Linked DNA regions of Sus scrofa: regions 2 and 3 are each linked to region 1. The links are chromatin contacts, called in public Hi-C maps. All regions are on one chromosome and are shown on one strand. The core of a region is the stretch at or near the end of the contact, and the rest is flanking DNA. Distances in the headings are between cores, read along the strand shown. Region 1 overlaps OSR1 (protein odd-skipped-related 1). Region 2 has its middle 36 kb from the start of RDH14. Region 3 has its middle 110 kb from the start of RDH14.

The links. Hi-C and Micro-C count contacts between places; a contact is called where the count stands out from the background.
Region 2: a contact with region 1 is called in a Hi-C map of retroperitoneal adipose tissue, with 2.4 times the contacts expected there. A contact is called at or near these places in 1 of 5 promoter capture datasets (liver), 14 of 47 Hi-C or Micro-C datasets (alveolar macrophages, embryonic fibroblasts, epiblast stem cells and 9 more) and 1 of 2 datasets of targeted methods (skeletal muscle).
Region 3: a Hi-C map of mesenteric adipose tissue shows a contact between it and region 1, with 2.2 times the contacts expected there. A contact is called at or near these places in 17 of 47 Hi-C or Micro-C datasets (adipocytes, alveolar macrophages, embryonic fibroblasts and 10 more) and 1 of 2 datasets of targeted methods (skeletal muscle).

The regions. Positions count from the first base shown.
Region 1 is chr3:118,752,723-118,755,422 of Sscrofa11.1, forward strand. The region is part of intron 5 of OSR1 (protein odd-skipped-related 1); the gene reads left to right. Among named protein-coding and RNA genes, the nearest start is that of OSR1, 390 kb to the left of the region's middle.
Region 2 is chr3:119,488,881-119,491,726 of Sscrofa11.1, forward strand. No RefSeq gene overlaps it. Among named protein-coding and RNA genes, the nearest start is that of RDH14, 36 kb to the left of the region's middle.
Region 3 is chr3:119,564,488-119,567,404 of Sscrofa11.1, forward strand. No RefSeq gene overlaps it. Among named protein-coding and RNA genes, the nearest start is that of RDH14, 110 kb to the left of the region's middle.

The DNA.
Region 1 (2,700 bases), core at 184-2,683:
AAACTTACGCAAGGTTATATGTCTATTACATCTCGATAAAATTTTCTTGAACGTTTTTAAAAAGTTGCAGGTTCTATGCCAAGGAGTAAAGAGGGTCCGACTAGAATATTCTGTAGGGAATTCCAGGAAGGAAAGGGAACAGCCAAGGACCTGGAATCCAGTGGCCTAGGAGGAAGGTGAGGGTAAGAGGCAGCATTGCTGTTTCAGGGGATCTGATCCACAGGATTTAGACACGGGCTCCTCCTCTCCATTCCTTGAGTTCCCTCTGTTCCTTTGGAATGAGAATCCTCCAAGGGGACCTGGGTACTGCAGGGCCGGGGAGGGAGAAAGGGAGTGGGCATGAGAGTGAGACCCTCCGTAACTAACCTCAACGGAGCTACCTGGCAGGAAGCCCTAACCCAGCTCAGTGTGTGCAGAAAAGCCTTACAGTAGATCCTGGCTTATCATTTTTCCCAGGACCAGAAACTCATGCTGGTAGATAGTTACCAAGGATTTCGGATTATTAAAAACAAAACAAAACCAAAAAGGAAAAAAAAAACAGCAAAATAAAAACCCTCACAAATCTGGAGCGGGGTGGGGTGGGGGAACAGAGACCTTGTTTTTTGTTCTTTGGAAGGACAAGAACTTGTGTAGGTTTAAATGAGTAGAGAGAATTTTGTAACTCAGAAAAGATGTAAAGTACAAAAAAAAAAAAAAAAAAAAAACCCACTCTGGATTAAATGAGACAACTGGATTGAGATTTTTCGGGTCAACGGGAGATGTCACTTGCTCACCAGCAGGTGGCGCGTTTTCTTTAGGATTGTGTCCTTAAATCTCGAAAAAATATCGCAGCCAGATTTGCTCGAGCTCCCTCGCCGGAAATCGCTCTGCAGATAATAACCCTCCAGTGTCTGGAAATTAATTACCGTGAGCGCTCATTCCTCCAGCGCCGACCGCCGCCTATGTAGCGGGTCAGAGATGTAGCGCCGCGGGTGTAGTAAGGGAATTCTGTCCTCCGCAGGGTTTCCTCGTAACTGTAACTGTACACAATTCAGTTAAAATAACTTTTCTTCGTCATCCGCAGTTTGATGAGACACTGCGTCGTTTCTAATACATTTATTTACACCTCCGGATAGAGAGAAAATTCAGTAATCTTAGAATGTAGATCCGTCTAAGATAATTCTGGCAACTCATATTTGTACAAAAAAGTAAAAACGCCCCACAATTTCGCCACACATTTTACATTTGACCCTCACAATTTAAAGCGCGATTTTCATTCCGTTTTACCAGAGTCCATGCAATTCCATGTGAATATTCGTGCTTCATACATCTTCTTATAAACCAAGCATAGGCATATGCACGTATGAATTGTTTTATTTATTAGGGTGACATATAGTTATAAGACACTGATGTGCTCAAAAGGAACTTAGGAAACGGGAACTGCCTGGAAAAACAGTTCACTTTCCCTTTCAGTTTTGATACTGTAACCTGCCTGTCGCTGTCACAATGAACACCAGCTCTGCAGTTCACCTGTGATCTATTCTCCAAAGACCCTGGAGTTGCTTGTACCTTATCAGAGCTTGTTATCTGCACAAGTGTGTGTGGATGTCCTGTTACCTACCTCCCTTGCTTAAAAACGTTCCCCCAAAGCTGGATTTTGACCTGATTGATCGTAATGGTTCCAGAGGAACTACTGAGCTATTACAATCCATCATCTAAATGATTACAGAGGGATACCTAAATCTCCCGGTTATTTGAAAGCTCTCTACATACCTAAAGGGGGGGTTTAAATGAACAGACCGCCCCCCCCCCCAATTGTCCACAAAGTTTTACAGGAAAGCTTGCGTTGGAAGCAAAGGTTCGAAAGTAAATTACATTTTTAAAAAGTCATTTTTGTGTGGTTGGGAAGTGAGGAGAGGTGGGGTTCATTTTTTAACCACCACCAATTCCCCCCCCCCCCACCCCGCCGCCGCCGACGCGCGCGCGCGCACCTAAGCAACATAGGCAATGTTCTAGTTAATTTTCTGGAAGCTGCTCTATTTTCACTCCGAACACAGGCTGGGGCACTTTCCTTCCCGGTGAGCAGGAGTTTGGAGAGGGGCTGGGTTGGGACCGGGAGACCTGTAGAGGCTGTCATCCCGCCCCCCAAACACACACACACACACCCCTTCCCAGGAAAGGCAGCTGGTGGCAGGGCTCACTGCAGCACTGGGCGCAGGGCGGTCCACGATTCGGTGCCCCGGGCTGGCGCAGGTATCGCTCCCTGCTGGATCCCGGCAGTAACCCGGCCCTGGAGGCCTGTTCGCTACCGCGGGGCCATCTCCCCTCCCCGTGGCTGCTGGGTCCCAGACTCGGGCTTCCGAGCTTCCGCCCGGCAGGGCGGGAGGGGGCAGTCGTCAGGAGCCATGGCGGAGTTTGCCCCGGTCCGGTCCCGGGGCTGGAGCCCTCAGGCTCAAAGCCAGAAGAGGCTTCAGCCGCGGGGGCGGAGTGCGCGGGAAGCCCAGGAATGGGATGGGCGTCCAGGCTGCAGTTTCTTCACCTTCTCTTGAGTGTCGCGGCTAGGCTATAGGGTGGTTGGGTCCAGGATACCGAGGACGTCCACCGCATTTGAACCGTGATGTCCTCTGAGTTCTAAAGGAATCTGAAAAGTAACCTGGTAGCCTTTACATGTCCGGAGTCCTGCTCTCTCCAGTCTATCCAAGCCGAAGTCCGGGCGCAGCG
Region 2 (2,846 bases), core at 266-2,765, 740 kb after region 1:
TTCCCACCATTCTCTAAGGCCTCATATTGGACCCATTCTCATTCACTCAGTCAACAAATATTTATTGTGCCCTTGCTCTGTGGCAGGAATGCTTCCATAATTACATGTGTATTACCTGCCTGGACCCTGCAGGCATTAGAACAAGTGACCACCACCCTACAATAAGGCCGAGGGGGACGAATGTTTGACTAACGTTCTTTTTTTTTTGTCTTTTTTTTTTTTTTGTCTTTTTTGCTATTTCTTTGGGCTGCTCCCACAGCATATGGAGGTTCCCAGGCTAGGGGTCGAATTGGAGCTGTAGCCACTGGCCTACGCCAGAGCCATAGCAACGCGGGATCCGAGTCGCATCTGCAACCTACACCACAGCTCACGGCAACGTCGGATCGTTAACCCACTGAGCAAGGGCAGGGACCGAACCCGCAACCTCATGGTTCCTAGTCGGATTCGTTAACCACTGCGCCACGACGGGAACTCCTGACTAACGTTCTTTTATTCATCTCAGTGTCACCATCATAACCTAAAGTTTGAGTCACTTTGAGGCTAGGATATTATAACTAATGTCCACGGCAGTCTCCAGAGACTGGCATTTCTGAAGACCTGCTATTTTTCTTTTCATATCCACGTGGACAGTTGCAAATGGTAGGTGTGCCTCTTGGCAGAGTCCAACCAGGTGACTAAAGCCAGGAAACTTTCAAGGACTTGCCCGTGGCCTTAAAGGCAGCAGGGGGGCTGGGCCGGACCATGGGTCATCTTGATCCCAGGCTCAGAGTTAGAGCTCCTGTCCTTGAGGAGCTTTGGTTTCAGGGCCTGCCAGGAAGAACAAAAGAGATTTCAGCTGTCACAGCTACACAGCCTGAGCTGCTCTCTTTGCTTCTTTGGCTGGCTTTCCCTGTGTGCTGTTTCCCATCAAGCACCTCCTCCCCCCTCCCCTCAGATGATTGGTTGAAATTATATATCCTGAAATTACATTCAAAGGGAGAAAGAGGAAGTTAATACAAAATTTTAATCAAAATACAAGCCTGTTCCCAGCCTTTGAAATGCGAAGCAGACACCCACCAGGTCCACAGGGATGTCCCAACCTGTTCTCTGGTGTGAAGTTCACCCAGGAAGGGGCTGACTAAGAGAATTACAAATAAACCAGCCTGTTGCAAACTGGAGATTTCCAAAGGCGGCTGGACCAACTCTCCCTTTCCACAATGGGCCCCTGCCCAAGAACAAAACCCTCCTTATGGAACTGGGAGAAGACCCTTCAGAGATGTCTGGGGTTTCGTCCCCATTCCCACCCTGCTTTGGTCCATACTCAGGTTCCATCCGTGGCCTGAAGGTTACAGGGAAGGAAAGGAGGGACAAAGGGCTCCCCCCCCGCAGCCCCCCAGCTGAAATCGTTGGTGAAACAAGAGCCGCCAAAAACAACGAAAGAGCTGGGCATTGGCGCCCTCTGGTGGAAGAGGCCCCACCAGACAATCTGAAGAATTTCTCCCTGGGATTAACTCTATAAATAGACAGATGATTTATTAAACAGATTTGAGGCTCATTTGAGGCGCTGCGCCATGATTGCTTCAGGGCTCAAATAAGGGAGTGCTTAGGACCCTGCCTCTTAGGCAAGCACCTGGACTTACTTAGCGAGTCACTAGCATGATCTACATTACAAGTGCATCGGACTGTTGGCTCAGCCGCTCCCAGCCAGAAGATGCCAAATTCCTCATATATAAAAGGAGCTTTAGGAACTCAAGCAAAATAAGCACTCTTTTCCCCCCACCGCCTTCCCAGAGACTGAAGCGGCAGGGTTTCTGGGAGGATACACAATACCTTGTTACAAACCATGTAATGTTTTAAAAAGTATCTATCTGACAGCCTTGGCTAAAGCCAGATCTTCTATCTCGATTACTTCAATATGTCACATCCCTATCGCACCCTGGCGTCCAGGCTTTCAGAGCCAAGACCCCTCTGTCTTGTCCAACCTTCCCATCTGGAAGCAATGAGCTTAATATTCTGGCTTTGCCCCCATAAAAGCTATGTCACAAAAAAGTAGCAGCCTGCGAACTGCTTTATCCCCCCAAGACACGGCGGAGCTCACTCTATTCGGTTACATTTAAAGACCATCCCCAAGCCCTCCCCTCCCCTGCTGCCCTCCATCCCCACATGGCCTGTAAGGCTCAGCGCAGTACCAGGAGGACAGCAGCGAATTGACAATCCTTTACACATTAATCCCCCTTTTGACATTTTGAGGGATGCAGCTTAAAATATCGTGGGGACTTAGGGGCCGGAGTGTTTGCTGGAGCACCAGCAGCCTGCAGTTTTTGGTGGCCTAATGGAGACCCGCCTTTGGAGCCTGCCTCGTACCTCCTCCAGCTCACCCTAGCTTCTCAAGTGTTCCCTAAAGAGTCCTACATGATTTTGGTAGTTGACGGCGATAATGACCTTCCCTCTTCTGTGTGCTTTACTCATTCACTGATGCACTGCCTCCTTGAATTTTGATTGAATACCTGGCGTGACCCTTTCGCCTCGCTCTCTGTTCTGTTGCAACATCAGATGGGGCCCTGGCCACCCCCACCCCCCGCCCCGGGAAGACTAAGTATGTGAAGGAGATAAACCTCCAAAACCTCCAATTCAGAGCAGGTGGAACAGTGTTCCCCAAAGCATAGTCCACGGGGATCCTGGGGGCGCTCATTGAGCGTGCCATTTCCCAGCAACACCGCCCCCCCCCCCCCGCCCCGAACCTGCTGAAGGAGAATCAATCCTTGGGAGCCATGAAGGCCCAGGGATGCACAAGGTTAACCAAGTCCCTAGGCGGCTTCCCCACACGTGAAAATCAGGAGGCTCACGGAGTTTGGTCAGATGAGGCA
Region 3 (2,917 bases), core at 399-2,898, 810 kb after region 1:
TGATATTTTCCTTTTTGGTTTCTAGCTTCCCTGGAATGCTTTGATAGAATTTCTTGGCTGCTACATTATAAAATCTGTTCAGTAGTTTAAAGTTCACTGTTACATCTTGGATCCACCTAGAGTTTATTTTGAGCTATGGAGGGAGTGGTGACCTCCTGTCCCATCCTTCTCCTTTTAATTTTTGACCTTCAGAGGCCCACTGGTTCAAAAACTGAAGGTTCATCTGAGACCTTCTGTTTGCTCCTCACATCCAGGTAGTAACTCAAATAACCACAATGAATTTCTGAGGGTTTTTCAGACTCTACAAAATGTTTCTACATATATTACCTCATCTGAGTTTCTCCATCACTTGGTGGGGCTTTGATAACACACACACACAGGTACATTGCTGAGGAGGAAGAAAGGGAAGCCTGAAGAATTTGGGACTTACTCCAGGTAGTTCCAAGAGTGACCAAAAAAAAAAAAAAAAAAAAAAAAGAATTTCATCCTAAAGCCTGTCTGATTTCAAAACCCATATTCCTTTTATAACAATATGTAAACTCTTAAACCTTATCAATTCCTGTGTTGTAAATCTGCCATATGTATCCCCCCTTCTCCTCTCCAAATATTCTAGCTAGAGTTTTTATTATCTCTCACCTGCATTTTTTCAAGTGCTCCCCCTCGCCCATCAATTTAGTCATGGTCTTAGGTTAATCTTCCTAAGTTGTAGGTCTATTTTCCTGCTCAGAATCTTTCAACCAACTGAGTCGGTCTTTGCCAGGCACATAAAGATCTTCAGGATGTGACCTCAGGCCATCTTCCATGTCGTCTTCCATTATTCCTGTACATGGACTGTGAGTTTCAGAGACACGAAGGATTTGCTGGTTCTCCAGCATGCCTCAAACCACTACTCTGTCTTACAATAGTTGTTTCTCCTTTCTCTCCTTCCTTAAGACTGCCTAAATTCCATAGCCTTCATGAAACCCTTCCTGGAAACTTATGGTGAACATTTTCTTTCTTTCCCCTTTAATTCCCCACAATCCTTTATCAGCAACTCTCTCATGACTCACAATTTTCTACTTTATAGTCTATGCCAGCGTCTTAATTTTCTTATCAGACTGTCAACGTCTTGAGTTAATGGATTGCCTCTTCTTTAAATTTTATCACCCATCTCCCATTGCTTAGAATGGTGACTAGCACAGGTAAATATTTGAAAAATAAAGTAATTAGTGAATGAATGCATAAATGAAGGAATGATAGGATGCAGGAATAAAATGAGTGAATTATTTTGGAAAGCTGCTATATTGGGAAAGATTTTCTCGTTTCATCACTTTCGCCTTTCCCAATGCCCTCCCACCCACACAGTGACTTGAGCCTGAAATCCCATAGAATGCCAAGATTTCCTTGTATTACTTTAAGCAATGCAAAATGTTGACAGCCCAAGGATCAGAGGCCCATGTTTATTGGAGAAATGCTCCATCCTTGACGATGAGTGAAAGGGTTAAGAACAGGACTTTTTCCCAAAGCCTGGTGATGGTTACATAGGGACCAGAACAGTGTGCCCCATCAGGCTGGAGAAGTGGAGTTGAAGGAAACAGTGGGCCAATTTGAAGGCATTGGCCATTGACACAAGGACCATCTGCTTTTTAGCACTGTATGTAGGTTGGTTTACAGCCCTCTGAGTTCTACTTATGAACCTTTCCTTCTCTATGTCACCCACCCCATCTGTGACCACCCAGCTGCCTTCTGGGGCTCATGGCTCTGGGTCTGCTAGAGTAGACTTAAAACAGCAGAGCATGTGGCATACCCCTGCCACCCTTCTGCCCAGGGAAGTCTTTGTTCTCCAAAAGGATCATCTCTCAGAGAGGAGAGAAGCAGTCCTGTGACATGGAGAAAGGATGGTATGTTCAAATAGAAAACTGGCCAATAACACCTTCTTGCCCCGAGGGCAAGGCATTACTTTAGAGAGGGCTGAGTGCCAGTTAGTTAGAATCGAATAAATCAGATTTCTCCTGTTTAGTAACAGATGTTCTGGCTACAACTCATGAAATCATTTAATATTGCTTTATGCTCCGGTAATAAAAAAAGTCATCTGGCTCCACTTGGCCCAGGTTACATATCTTCCTCAAAGGGTCAAAATGATTTGATGCAGCTCTTGGATCAAAAGGGCTAATGCTCTCTGTATGTTATAGGCTATGGACAGGGTTTGCTCAGAGAATGGGACAGATGCTGGCATAATACATCCAGTGGCCTGAGGTATGCCTCTGACCCCTCAAAACCTGCCCTAACTCTGGGCCCTGGAAAATGTGAACCCTCTCCAGGAGGATCACTTTTTCCACCATTCCCATATCTCACACCTGGCAGTGTGAACATCCGGGGAGGGTTAAAATAGGTTGACCAGCCATACTGGATGGAGTTGGCAAGATACCAGCCCTTTATCTCTACAGCCTTGAAGGGGAGCAAATAACTAGGAAAGATTTGGCTTCTTGGAATAAGCTTTGCAGATGAGTTTGGATTAATCTACTGAGGTGGGGAACAAGGGAAAATGTGCCTGATGAAGCCTGGTAATAAATCAGAAGAACTTAACAACATGGATAAACGATGAAATTGCCAAGATGACTCAAATATTGAAATAACTGAATTAATCACAAAAGATCTTCTAAAGAAAATTATGATAAATAATAATAAGGTGATTCCTTATCCTCAGAGAAAATCTAAGGGAAAAAAACGAAACAAAGGCAAGCTCAGAGGTCAGAGAGGGAGATGGGACCATCAGAGTGTCGTTTCAGAAGCAAATTGAAGAGAAATAAAGGGGGATCCAAGGGCTGTAATAAAAGAACCATTGCTGCAACTTCTCAAAGAGAGCGATAATTCCTGCTTAGGAAGCATGATGTCAATACTTAGTTAAAAAAAAAAAAAAAGCAAATACTGAGCAGCA